Regions from separate parts of the Sus scrofa genome. Here region 1 is linked to region 2. The links are chromatin contacts, called in public Hi-C maps. All regions are on one chromosome and are shown on one strand. The core of a region is the stretch at or near the end of the contact, and the rest is flanking DNA. Distances in the headings are between cores, read along the strand shown.

Evidence for each region. Hi-C and Micro-C count contacts between places; a contact is called where the count stands out from the background.
Region 1: a Hi-C map of skeletal muscle shows a contact between it and region 2, with 7 times the contacts expected there. The contact joins the promoter of IDH1 here to the promoter of FZD5 in region 2. A contact is called at or near these places in 2 of 5 promoter capture datasets (fetal liver and liver), 11 of 47 Hi-C or Micro-C datasets (alveolar macrophages, embryonic fibroblasts, epiblast stem cells and 5 more) and 2 of 2 datasets of contacts at active chromatin or transcription factors (alveolar macrophages and skeletal muscle).

The regions. Positions count from the first base shown.
Region 1 is chr15:111,358,529-111,365,892 of Sscrofa11.1, forward strand. IDH1 (isocitrate dehydrogenase [NADP] cytoplasmic) reads right to left here and starts at 3,802. Exons shown (of 10, transcript XM_005672136.3): 1 at 3,625-3,802; 2 at 2,530-2,595.
Region 2 is chr15:110,917,798-110,924,596 of Sscrofa11.1, forward strand. FZD5 (frizzled-5) reads right to left here and starts at 3,065. Exons shown (of 2, transcript XR_002339431.1): 1 at 2,929-3,065. It overlaps LOC110257173 (a long non-coding RNA gene), which reads left to right and starts at 3,674. Exons shown (of 3, transcript XR_002339433.1): 1 at 3,674-4,052.

The DNA of each region.
Region 1 (7,364 bases), core at 2,552-5,051, 440 kb after region 2:
TTGACCCCTAGCCTGGGAACCTCCCTATGCTGCAAGTGTGGCCCTAAAAAGCAAAAAAAAAAAAAAAAAAAAAAAAGAAAGAAAGAAAGAAAAGAAAAGAACAAAATTCATAATAGCACGATTGCATAAAAAGCCTAATAATAATTACATTAACCATTAGAATTGAACAGGTTCTCTGTGTAAAGCATTATGTTACATGCTTATGTGGTTTCTGAGTCAGCACTCACAATAACCCTATAAGATGGAAATTATTTTTCCATTCTACCCACCCCCATTTTACTTGCTAAAAGAAAAGGAGCTTTCCCAAAGCCACCAGGCCAGTGTGTGGGGGAGCCTGGGCCTGTAACACACCCTTAATGATGTAAATATTCTTCTTGACTGTTGGTTTACCTTATAAAATGAGATTATTTCCTCACTCTCGTGTTTATTTGAACACTATATCCAACTCCTCATTTTACTGGGCCCTCAAGATGAGCAGAAGGATGTGTGCTCTATTTCCTCTTTCCTAAGAGGCTTTTTTGGGTAGTTCCCTGGTGGCTCAGTGGATAAAGGATCCAGCGTTGTCACTGTTAACGGCTTGAGATGCTGCCATGGTGCAGGTTCAATCCCTGGCCCAGGAACGTTCACATCTGTCTTGGTTAAAACAACTATCCTTGAGGAGATTCAACAAATTCTAGCGACTCATAATTGTCTTTTTATTTTATTTTTTTTTAAATGAGAGTTGCAATGTTTATTTCAGGTTCTCTCTCTCTCTCTCTCTTTTTTTTTTTTTTTTTGGTTTTTTTTTTTTTCCTTTTTTTCCACACAGGCAGTATGTGGGAATTCCTGGGCCAGGGACTGAACCTACATCACACAGCAGCAACTAGAGCCAGAGCGGTGAGAACGCCGGAGCCTCAATCTACTAGGCTATCAGAGAACTCCCAAGTCTTTTTAAAAATGACAGATGGGAGTTCCCATTGTGGCTCAGTGACAACGAACCTGACTAGTATGCATGAGGACATGGGTTCGATCCCTGGCCTTGCTCAGTGGGTTAAGGATCTGGGGTTGCAGACAGAGCTCAGATCTGGCGTTGCTGTGGCATAGGCCAGCAGTTCCAGCTCTGATGCAACCCCTAGTCTGGGAATCTCCATATGCCGCAGGTGCAGCTCTAAAAAGACCAAAAAAAAAAAAAAAAAAAAAGAAAGAAAGAAAGAAAAAAGAAAATTTTTACTTATTTATTTATTTTATTTTTTATCTTTTGCCTTTTCTAAAGCCGATCCCTCGGCATACAGGAGGTTCCCAGACTAGGGGTCTAATCGGAGCTGTAGCTGCCAGCCTACGCCAGAGCCACAGGAACACCGGATCCAAGCCACGTCTGCAGCCTACACCACAACTCACAGCAACGCCGGATCCTTAACCCACTGAGCAAGGCCAGAGATTGAACCTGCAACCTCATGGTTCCTAGTTGGACTCGTTAACCACTGAGCCACGACGGGAACTCCAGAAAAAAGAAAATTTTAAAACATAATGATTAGTAGACCATCTGGAATTTAGAAAAGTGAACAAAACTGGTGTGAATGCATCAGTTACTTGTTTATAATTTCAAGTGCATCTTAAAGTATATGATTTGGTTGTGCTGATCCCACTGTCACAGCTAAACAAAACAAAACAAAACAAAAAGGCAGCAACTTATCTTAGTTTTGATACATTTCCAAGGCCATATTCCCACACAGTTTTATGCAAGAGTTATAACTTGGTTAATTTTCTTTCATGGCAAATACAGTTAATAGAAGGTCATATATCATGCATGAAATTTTAATCCTGAGTGATATTTTTTACTTGAAGCAAACACTTTCTGCAGTAATCTTTCTATACTTCATAATGCATAATCAAAACTTGCAGGTTTCCTTCAATGACTTATCCATTACATTTTTACCATCTTTCAACTAAAAACAAAAAACAAAAAACAAAAACAAAAACAAAGCCTTATTATAAACTCTCACTTACTATAATGTAGAACACTATTTTACTTCTTCCAGATTTGAATCCCATGGAGTGGGCTATAGACTCCACTGAATTGACTTTCTACCCTAGACCCTCAGATTTTCTGTCTCCATCCAAACCTTGACTTCAGAAGGAAGGCCTTTGCCAACAGGCTAGTTCACTTATTCTGAATGCAGCTGGATTCCAATCTCCTGACATACTTGTGCAATGCTAGAAAATAAACCCTGGACTAATACAGAGCAGTTTAAGAAAAAAAGAGCCGCTCACCCTCTTTGACTTTATTGTCATCGATCCCAAACTTTTAGCCACTGTTTTGTTTTGTCGGCTGAGTTAACGAACTACATTAATTTCTGGGTAAAAAAAAAAAAAAAAATCACTGTCTTGCAGAGAAGCCTCTAGACTGAAAGAAACAAGGAAGCATTTGCAATTTATTGTTGGAACGATCCCTGCTTCAGGCCCTTTGCAGTGCCTCCGACCACCTCCAGGACTTCCAAGAGCGATGAAACGCAGTACTGCCGACATGAAGGGGAGAAAGTGCTGTCTTACCTTTACAACTTCTTATCACCCCAATTCTTCCCAATCTTGCACACTCAGCTGAGTGCAGTTTATCTCCTAAAACAAAACAAAAGGGAAGAGAAAGGTAATTTACAAAATAGTCGTGTCAGGAGAATTTAGTTGCTTTTTATACTGGCCTGAGCAGCCCGGTTTATCTGGTTTAAAAGTACAGTGCTGAGTGTACCCAGAGGGGCAAAGGGCAGTTTTAGGTCCGCAGGCAGCTTCCAGATAAAGGAGATAGCTCTGCCGGCACACACTGAGGGGTGCGTCCTGGGTTCGCTGTTGGGTTAGCTAGCCTTGCAGTTTGGATGTCCTAAGGGGACGCCGTAACCAGCAGGTTCCCGGCGTGCATGCGTCCTTGTGGGCGTTGTGCAAGAGGGCTGCAACTGAAGCTGGTTCGGTTCCTCCTTCCAGGTCTTCACGCCCGCTCCGGAAGGTGCCGGGACCTATAAATCTCGGGTGCAGAGAGCGAGCTGGGGGTCGTCTGGCCCTGACCTGGAGAAGCCGGCGGCGGCGCGGTCTCCACCCACAACTGCGCTCCCGCCCACCACCAGGTGGCCTAGGGAACGCCCCTCGCCTCCCTTCTTCAAGCAACCCAAACGGACGCAGCCAGCCAGCTCGAGTTCGAGGCACACGCCCAAGTCCTCCAGCGTTCGAGGCCGCACGTTTTCTTCCCCCTGAACCCAAGAGTTCGTCTTCCACGCATCCCTGCATCCTCCCCCAGCCCGGTTTTCCTTTCTCTTGCAGACCTGGCCCTCCAATTGTCACTGCATGCCACCTCCAGCCGCCCAGTGTCACGCTCCCACGCCCAGGAGCTGGCCTTTTGCACGTCCAGGCATCCAGCACCTTCTTCCTTCCTATTTTCTTTTCCCATGCCCAATACTTGGATTCCTCACCAGCTGTCTTGCAACCAGGACTGCCTAAGTTTCCCCCACCATACGCAAGATCTGAGCTTCCTTTTTTTAATTTATTTTTTTAAACCACTCCAGCCATTGACAGACTCAGAGCCTCCCGGCGAAAGCCAGGGGCCGCCCCCCGACCCCTCGTCCCGTCCCCCGACCTCGACCTCGAAAAACTTGCGGTTACCTGCAGGGGAATGTACCCTGGCGATGACCCGGAACGGCCACAGCCACTCACTGGCTTAACCCCAGCTGGGCCCCAGCTGTTTCGGCTTCTTAACAGCCAACGCAGAAACAGAACGGGTCTGAGGAGGCAGGGCTTTTGCCTCTTCCCGGCTTTTGTCCCGGTCCGGCCCCCTCAGTCCACCTCCCGGAGACCCGCCCCTGCCACGCCACCAATCGCCGAACGCCGACCTCCTGAGATAGGCGGGGCCTGGGATCAGGGGCGGGTTCCGGAACCTTGGGCGAAGTGGGTGGGGGAGGCTTCCCTACGCTCGCAGTGGGGGAAAGGGCAGTGGTGCTGCGGTATTTGGCCCCTGCTTCCCTACTGCGGAAGGAGGACAATGCCACCTGCAGGCTAGGGAGCAGGGCGCGCCGCGGCTGGTATTCTGAGTCCTACACCCCAAAGGAGCGTCCCGGTCTTTGTAAGAACGTAGGGCTCCGCAGCCTGCAGGCCTGCGATAAAGGCAAACAGGGGACAAAGCGGTCCGGACACGTCCCCTTCCCGCCGCTCGCCGGATGTGCCATAGGCTGGACCGAGTCTGGGACTGCCGGAAGCGAGCCCTGGGCGAGCGGGGGTCGCTTTAGGGGAAGCTAGAATACAAAAGATTGAACGGCACGAGCAGATGCACTGCCGTCGGCTTGTATTTCCGCGACCGCCTGCGACAAGTTCTTTGGAGCTTCTGTATTTACAATTTCAGTTACTGCTGCGTACTATAAATAAACGCGGTCGTCTTTTGCATTAAAAGATAGTGAGATTGTTATCTGAGTTCCAGTGAAGCTCAACTAAAGATGAGAAGCCTTAGAAAACAGTGGATTTAAAAAAAAATCTGGAGCTTCCTAGCGGGTTAAAGATCCAGCGTAGTCACTGCTGTGGCCCGGGTTCGACCCCTGGCCCGGGAACTTCCACCTGCCCCGGGTGAGGCCAAAAGAAAAAAAAAAAAAAATCTGTCCTTTGTTTTTTTTATGTATTCCTTATCCTTGAAAACATTGAAGGCGGGGGGGGGGGTGTTTTAGACTGTGATTTGTAGGATAATCACGCGCTTGGCCCAGGATTCCATGCCTCCAAATTAACTTTTAAAAATTATCTCTTGCCGCGGGAGCGGCCCAAGAAATAGCAACAACAACAACAACAAAAGACAAAAAAAAATTATCTCTCATATCGGATTATTCCTTCAACTCTCTGAAGATTATGGACACTACGGGTGCATTTTGGACTCTAGAGGGCGCTGGTATTTTTCCCAGGAGAAAAGGACGAAGGAAAGACTACACCGCCTCGCGCTTATTGATTTTTGAGTTGGATTAACTGAGAGTAGCAGTCACCTCTATTTATTTCCGTAGAATTGATGATAGAGATATATGGTCTTGTATTTTCATCTCAAACCTGAGACCCGCAAATCACCTGAGCTTACAAATTTACTCCATATTCTATCAGGTTCACGTTGTTTATTACCGCCTGGCGACTACTAAAATTATTTCTATTCATTCTTGTTCCAGAAAGGATTTAGGGTAGCCTTCAAGATACATAGCACGACCAAAGACATCGAATATAACTGAGGAGAATGAGGAACAGGGAGAATAAATTCAGGCAATTATACAGAACCAAAGTTAGTTTAATCACAAAATGTATTCCATTAAATAGTAGACACTGCCAAAAAGGGGCTACAAATCTGGCAGTATGGGAGGAAAGGTAACACGTAAGGGGCTCTCAGCATCTAAAACAGTGTTCCCTGAGCCAGTATTATACAAAATAGTTTTCTTTTTCTTCTTTTTTTTTTTTTGGCTATGTCTGCGGCATGTAAAAATTCCCAGACAACAGATTAAACCCCCGCCACAGCAGTGACCTGAGCCTCTGTAGTGACAACCCCAGATCCTTAACTCACTGCACCCCAAGGGAACTCCTTTAAAAAAATTTTTGTAGATCCCATGAATTGCCTTATAGTAATATATAGAGATATATGTTCCCTGTGCTGATAGCTCTTAAACAACCATAAAATAACTAATTTGTAGACAAAATGACTTAGAGGCAAAACTATAAAAAATATATCACCATTAAGAACATTAATTAAATGTAACAAATGAGTTTGGCTGAAATTAAATTACTGCTTGCAAGGCAAATATGAAACTAACTGCTTCCATTCTGATACTTTTGAATTTAGCTTGGTTCTTTTACTGGATGTCATGTAATGATTCATTTAGAACATGGGTTTTCTCTCTTTGGTTAATATGGTGTGCCTTGACGTCATTTGTCTTTCATTTGGCCAACAAAAAAATCTGAATATTTTGATATTATCAGATCCCAAATATTGCTGTAAACACAAATAGAAACGTGGGCCATGAAATGTCTGTCAATATTTGGTTATGAGACACTCATCCAGATAACAGGAGACTCCTATGAATACTCTAAGGTATTTGTACTTTCATTTGGATGATCTAAAAAAAAATGAAGTAGAATGAACAGTTCTTTCTACTTCATGGAAATTCAATTCATTGAAATTCATTGGCAAAGAAGATGATGGGAGAGAGAATAACGAAGTGATTTCTGGGATTGGGATCTGGGGGTGCCCATCAACAAAGAAAGCGTTTAGATAGAGTCACGGATCTGGTGGCTGAGATAATGAGTTAATTTTATGGTTTGTGAAGTTTGGGATGTCTGTGCAAGATAGAAAAGTCCAGGAGTTCCTGTCGTGGCGCAGTGGTTAAAGAATCCGACTAGGAACCATGAGGTTGCGGGTTCGGTCCCTGCCCTTGCTCAGTGGGTTAATGATCCGGTGTTGCAGATGCGGGTGGGATCCTGCGTTGCTGTGTCTCTGGCGTAGGCTGGTGGCTATGGCTCTGATTAGACCCCTAGCCTGGGAACCTCCATATGCCGCAGGAGCGGCCCAAAGAAACAGCAAAAAAAAAAAAAAAAAGATAGAAAAGTCCAGGAGGCAGTTCACCACATCTGTCTAAAGTTCAGGATGGGTGTCTGGGCTGGAGAGAGAAGTCAGAATCTTCAGCGTTGTTATAGTTATTGTGCCCCCTCCCCCAAATTCACCCGTTGAAACTCAAATCCTTGATACCTCAGAATATCACCATATTTGAAGATAGGGCCTTGAAAGAGGTAAGCAAGGTTAAATGAGGTCATATAGACAGACCTTAATCAAAACTGATCAGTATCCTTATAAAAAGAGGAAATTTGTACATTCAAGGACAAACATTGGAAGAGGCAACGAGAGGGTACCCACCTGCAAGGCAAGGGGAGAGGCCCAAGAAAAAATGAACCCTAACTTACTGGCATCTCACTCACAGACTTCTAGCCTCCAGAACTGTGAGAAAATAAATTTCTGTTTTTTTTCTTTGTTTGTTTGTTTTGGGCTGTGCCCACAGTATCTGGAAGTTTCCAGGCCAGGGATTGAACCTACGCCACAGCAGCAACCACTGAGCTGAGCCACTGCAGTAACAACGCCAGTGCCTTAACCTGCTTTGCCACAAGGGAACCCCTACATTTCTGTTGTTTAAGCCAGGCTGTGGCATTTTATGGCAAACTAAATAAAAGCATGTATTGATAGTAGTGGAAGCTATAGCATGTCTGAGATCATCTAGGATTACAGAATGAGAAGAAAAGTCTACCTCCGTAAGAACTCTGGGGAACACTTCACATCTCTAAGAGCTAGGTGGGAGAAAAGGAGTCCCCAAAAGAGAATGAGAAGGACTCTCTGTGGCGTA
Region 2 (6,799 bases), core at 1,815-4,314:
CAACCTTGTCACTTTCAAGAGGTCCTATTCACATTCTGCTCCCCTTCCTTGGTATGACCTGGGGTTTCCCTTAACTTAGGAACTAAATACTGGGACAAGCAGCTCACCTTAAAGCATCTTGGACACTTTAAGTAGTGGAAGGAGAAACAAGCTGTAAAAAGCACAGGGGTCAACTTCCCAGTCACAGCAACCCAAACTTTCACTGTTCACATTATTTGTAAAGACACAAGTATAGGAAATATATTTTCCCAATTTAGACCACACAGTTCAAAGAAACCTGAACCAAGTGGAACTTCATTATAATGCCAACCTTAGGATTGTAAAGCCCCCAAAGCAAAGGGAAATTTTGTTGCCAAAATGCAACAAAGTTAAAAATTAAGAAAACTACATATAAATTAAAAATAGGGTTCCCCTTGAAAAGGCAGGTGAGCTGAGCCCCTTGGAGAAGCCCTGGGACAGGTACTCCCCTTGAAACAGCCCCTTTCCCCTCTCTCCAGGTTGCCCCAGGAGGGGGCATCAGCACCAGGAAGGTAAATGGAAGTGACCTTGGCAAAGCTACCAAACAAAACAACCTCCCTCCCTCGGCTCCCGGCCGGCCTCGATCTCGGTCCCGGTCCCTCAGCCTCCTCCTACACGTGAGACAGGGACACCTGCTTGTGATAGGTGGCGGCGGCAGGGCCGGGTGGCCCGGTCCTGCCTGTGAGCGCTGCGCTGGCCTCGGCGTAGTCCCCGGTGGCCGTGGCCCCGCCGCTCTTGTGGCCCCGCCGCGGGCGGCAGCAGCAGCGGCTGGTGAAGCGCCGCCACGACTCCACAGTCTTGCCAGACCAAATCCAGACGCCTGACGTGATGCCCACCACCAGGCACATGAAGTATTTGAGCATGAGCACCCAGTACTCAGGCTTGGCACGTGGCTGCCCGGCGTCGGGGCCTGGGCACGCGCAGGTGAGCGCAGCCTCCCAACTCTCGCGATAGTGCTGTTCGTACAGGTAGCAGGCCACCACGATGCTGGCAGGCACCGTGTAGAGCAGCGTGAAGATGCCGATGCGGATCATGAGCTTTTCCAGCTTGTCCGTCTTGGTGCCGCCCTGCTTGATGACGCTGCGGATGCGGAAGAGCGACACGAAGCCTGCCAGGAGGAAGAGCGTGCCCACCAGCAGGTAGAGCACCAGCGGGCCCAGCACGAAGCCACGCAGCGAGTTCAGGTTCTGGTTCCCCACGTAGCAGATACCGGCCACCGGGTCCCCATCCACCGAGCTCAGGGCCAGCGCAGTGATGGACTTGACACTGGGGATGAGCCAAGCAGCCAGGTGGAAGTACTGTGCATAGCCCGCGATGGCCTCATTGCCCCACTTCATGCCAGCTGCCAAGAACCAGGTGAGCGACAGGATGACCCACCAGATGGAGCTGGCCATGCCGAAGAAGTAGACTAGCAGGAAGACGACAGTGCACAGCGCAGGGCCCGTTGTCTCGTAGTGGATGTGGCTGTGCTCACGGCTGCAGGCGACGCTGGCATGGCCCACGACTAGGCGCACCAGGAAGCCCAGCGACACGCACAGGTAGCAGGCTGACAGAAAGATGATGGGGCGCTCAGGGTAGCGGAAGCGTTCCATGTCTATTAAGAAGGTGGCCACCGTGGTGGAAGTGGAGATGAAGCACAGCACAGACCACAGGCCGATCCAGAAGGTGGCGAACGTGCGCTCGTCCGGGCTAAAGGACGGCTGGTAGCAGGGTACCGCGCAGTTGGGTACCTGGCCCGTCCGCACTTTGTTGTAAAGGGGGTGCGACTCCTTCAGAATGGGCACGAAGGGCTCGCGGCACTTGCACACCGACGGGCCCCCGGCGACGCAGTCGCTCCCTGAGGCCGGCGCCCCCGGAGGGCCTGAGAGGGTGGGCTTGGCCGGGAAGGGCCTGGGGGGCGCCGTGGTGGCCTCGCTGCGGTTGTAATCCATGCACAGGACCTCGGCGTCGCGGCCCAGCACCGGGAGGCGGTCGCAGCTCATGCGTTCCGGCCAGGCAAAGCCGTACTGGCGCATGAGCGGCGAGCAGCCGGCCTTGGCGCGCTCGCACACCGAGCGGCACGGCGGCAGCGGCTTGTGGTAGTCGGGCAGGCAGATGGGCGTGTACATGGAGCACAGGAAGAAGCGCAGGTCCGGCGAGCAGTGGATCTCCACCAACGGCCAGAACTGGTGCACCTCGAGGCCCGCCTCGTCCTGCGTGTCGTGGTTGAACTGGTTGGGCATGTGCGTCAGGTTGTAGCCGATGCCGCGGCACATAGGCACTGTGATTTCCTGGCACACCGGCGCCTTGGAAGCGGCCGTCGCCCGGCCCGCCAGCTGCGCCAAGAGCAGCAGCAGCAGCGAAGGCGGCGCGGACGGGTCAGGCCGAGCCATAGCCCCCTCCCTCCCCTCTCCTCCCGCAGCCCAAGCGGGGCCAGCTCAGGCAGGGGAAACCAGGACCGTGCTTCCCTCTCTGCAGACTTGTGTGGCGCCGGGGCTGGCAACCTGTTGGTTTCTCTTTCTTTTAAAGAAATCCGTCCAAAGATAAACTGTTCCGGGAGGGCGCTGCCTCCGCAGGGAGAGCTCAGCTCTTCGCTGGATAGGGCTGAGGAGGGACAGTTAAGGCTCCGATTCCAGGGAAAGTACTCTTTAAAAAAGAAGGTGGGGGAGAAGAAAGATTGCTGCCACTGCCAAGGAGAGGGGCGTCAATGGCTTAGTCCTCGCGAGCAGTCTCCAGATCTCTAAGTTAACCTCTTTCCCTTCCCTTCCCTCCACCTCCAGAAACCAAACTACAGACTCCCCGCCTCTCATCCCGCCTCCCTTTCCGCCCGGCCTTCCACGCTGTACCCCGAGGTCAGAGCGCTCAGCCCTCTGGAAAAGGGCAGAAGGGCAGGGAAAACAACTGGGAGGAGGAGAAGGCGCGTACTCTCACCTCGAAGGATCCCGTGAGAAGCAGATAGTCAGTCGCCAGCCTGAATCCTCCGTCCCTGGGGCTCTTAGCTCAGAAACGCGACTTTGAACCGAGCTGGCATCGAGAAAGTTTGGCGATAAGCTGGGTACCCGAGGCAGCACATGGCAGCAGGTGGGGGTGTCTTAGAGAGGCGGTCGCCCGCTGAACGAGGTCGCCACAGACCGGTCACTCGCCCTCTCCTTCTCCGGGGCCCCCTGCATGATCCGAGCGGGACAGGGCTGGGGTCGGCCGTGCCTTCCACCAGGGTCCACCAAGGGCGAGCGCGCCTGGCAGCACCTGGGCAAAAGGAAGGCGGTGTGCGGCGACCGGGGGCTTCCGCGGCCTCACAGTACCGCCAGCAGCTGGTGTTGGCTCCGCCAGGACTGCATGGTGCGCGCCCGCCGCCGCGTCCCGCCCGCCGCTCGCCTCCTCCCCTGCAGGGGGCTCCGCGCTCCAGCTGATTCCTGGGGGCGGTGGCGGCGCTCCCGGGACGTGCGGGACTCGGCTCCTCCTCCGCGCTCTAGCACCCTTTCGCCCACCTCTGGCGGGTACTCAACGGCGCGCGGCGGCGACGACGGCTGTAGTGCACTTGCGGCCGCAGGCTGGACTGGCCTCTTGCGCCCCGCCCGGGTCACCTGCTTCTAATGCCCGCCAGGAGGCTCCGCCCCGACCCCGCCCCTTTGAGCTGGAGCTCGGTTGGTGGGCCGCCCCGCCACGCTCTCCGCGCGTCCCCGCCCACTGCCCCGCGGGATCGGCCTCTCTTCGGGCGCCCTCCTGCCCCCTCCCCGAGCGGGCCGCTGAGGAGTGCGGGCCAATCGCGGGCCGGGAAGCAGTGGGGGCGGGGCAAATGCTAATTTCGCCTTCTTGAGACCCGGGGCGGGAAACCCTAGCTCGAAGTCCCTCCCGAGTTCTCTAGTGGCGCCCACCCGTGCCTTGTCCACTTTTCTGTAATGGTCTAGCTTACGAACCCTTGCTTCCAGGGCCCCTACCAGGTCTCCTCTCTCCAGCTAAGCATCCTTAGAGTCCAGCGCTTGTTTAAAAGAACTGCTCAAAGAATCACTTTTAACTGTGGCACCTGTCTCCTCTCTGCGTTGTCCTCATACCAGGTGAGCTTAAGTTGAGAGAACAAACGCTTCCTGAGCCCCTATTGTGTGTCGGACAGCGTGTTAATCGTTCATATCTTAATACAGGGTGTCTCAGATCCTTACAACAATTCTATGAGGCAGGCACTCCTTACAGGTGAACAAACAAGAGGTTTAGAAACTTGACCAAGGCAACCAAGCTAATAATAGCAACCCCCAGGAAAGCCACAACCTAGACAATCTTGGGAAGCTCGGTATTCTGAGCGCCTGGCATAGAGTAGGCGCTCAAATGGCAAACCTGGGATTTGAACCGAGATATTTGGGCTGCTGCATCCACAGTTTTAACAGCCACCACTCTCCCCCCACCCCACCCCCGCCATTATGCTACTGGTTAGCTCCCAGGCTTTAACCTTTACTTTTGCATTTCGTAACAAAATCTTACTGTTGCGACAGGAAAGTGATTTTCTTTCTCTTAGGAAGACTCGAGACAGGTTAGTCCTTTATCAGTTTATCGGGTTAAAAAGTCCAGGCAGTTCCCAAGTCGCCCGCAGAGAGAAGCAACACTGGCTCCAGGCTCTGTGATGGGCTAGGCGCCGGCCCCCCCGGGGCTGCCCGCTGCTTAGCCACGCACTAGCGCGCCGCCGGGGATCCGGGGCTCACAGAACAGCCAGAGCCCGCGGGAAGACCTGCTGGGCGCCCCGACCGCTGGGACGCACAGTGGCGCTCTTCAGATGGGTTATTATGCTGCAAGTTTTTAATGTCCTAAAAATGCCTCTTTTCTACATGTTCTAATTAGGTTGGAAGACTGAGGTGTTTAGCATTCTTGAAATTCATTCACACGCTTACAAAGAGAGTTTGAATTGTTTCCCGCTCCCCCACCCCTTCCTTCGACTGGGAAGAAGGCGGAAAAAAGGCCAGAGGGCCTGAGTTCTTGAAGGACTCAGGACTGGACTAAAAAAGGGTTGAGATAGACCGCGCCGATTGTCGTTCTTGTGTCCTGGTCCCATCTACACAGACTGAGAGACTGTTTCAGAATGGTCCCCTCTCTCCTGCTTTGTGAAAAATAATGCAGAATATGTGTATCAATCCCAGCCTCAGAGTTAAAAGAAAGAAATATCAGTTGCTTCACAAACAACAAAACTCTTAATAAACATGTTTAGAATGTACCTTACCTCTTTCATTTCCTGAAATTCTACAGGTGCTCCCATATTTTTGTTTGTTTGTTTGTTTTTTGGAACTACTTGGCACTTAGTGTCAGCAAACAACCCAGAGTTGAAAGTAGTGGGAGTTGAAAAGCTATGGAATAGCAATCAAAAAGAAAGGGAAACCCTCAGTGGAAAGTATGCACAGATTGTGAACATGCCAAGAGAGGCTGCCTCATTCTGTGGTCTTTATGCAACGTGTGTATTATTGGGGATGGACAAGTGTTGGCTAATAATAAAAATTATTTGAAGTTGGAGAATGTTAATCACTCATGCTGGCATTTAGCCAGAATACTTGTGTTATTTCACTTGGTTCTGACTCAAAGGATGTTATCTCCTCGTCTGAAAAACCTCTCTCTTTATAATCAACAGGGAAGTGTTATTTTTGCTTGGACATCTCTAATAATAGGAGTAATAACAGAGGGAAGATGTTGCCAAAAGAAATTTATTTTGCATTGTATAGCTTTTTGTATCACTTGGACTTTTGCTTTTTTACATCTATTACTTCACTTTAAAGGCAGTTTAAAATATGCTGTTGAACATGTATTAGGCGGGGTGCTAAATAATTCATTTGAGTTAGCTCATTTACTCCTCACAACAATCAGATGGAACTGGCACCATAATGACTTGCTTGAAGTTACACATTTAGTCCATGGAAAGGATGGAAATCAAAATTTTCTCCTGAGTCATACTTATTGTTTAACAAACTGGAAAACACTGAATTATTTTTAAAGACACATTAAAAAATTTTTTTTTATTATAGTTGATTTACAATGCTGTCAATTTCTGCTGTACGGCAAAGTGACTCAGTTATACGTATACATACGTTCTTTTTCTCACATTATCCTCCATCACATTCCATCACAAGTGATTATAGTTATCTGTGCTATACAGCAGGACTTCCTTGCTTACCCACTCCAAATGCAATAGTTTGCATCTACTAACCCCAAATTACAGTCCATCCCACTCCCTCCTCCTCCCCCTTGGGAACCACAAGTCAGTTCTCCATGGCTAAGAGTTTGTTTCTTTTCTGGAGATAGGTTCATTTGTGCCATATATTAGATTCCAGATATAAGTAATATCGTATGGTATTTGTCTTTCTCTTTCTGACTTAACTTCACTTAGTCTGAGAGTCTCTAGTTCCATACACGTTGCTGCAAATGGCATTATTTTGTTCTTTTTTATGGCTGAGTCATATTCCATTGTGCAGATACACCACATCTTAATCCATTTATCTGTCGACAGACATTTAGGTTTTTTCAGGTCCATGTCCTGGCTATTGTGAATAGTGCTGCAGTGAACACAGGGGTGCATGTATCTTTTTCTTTCTTTCTTTCTTTCTTTCCTGCCTTCCTTCCTTCCTTCTTTCCTTCTTTCCTTCTTTCTTTCTTTCTTTCCTTCCTTCTTTCTTTCCTTCCTTCCTTCCTTCTTTTCTTGCTTTCTTGCTTTCTTGCTTTCTTCCTTTCTTGCTTGCTTGCTTGCTTTCTCTCTTTCTTTCTCTCTTTCTTTCTTTCTTTCTTTCTTTCTTTCTTTCTTTCTTTCTTTCTTTCTTTCTTTCTTTCTTTCTTT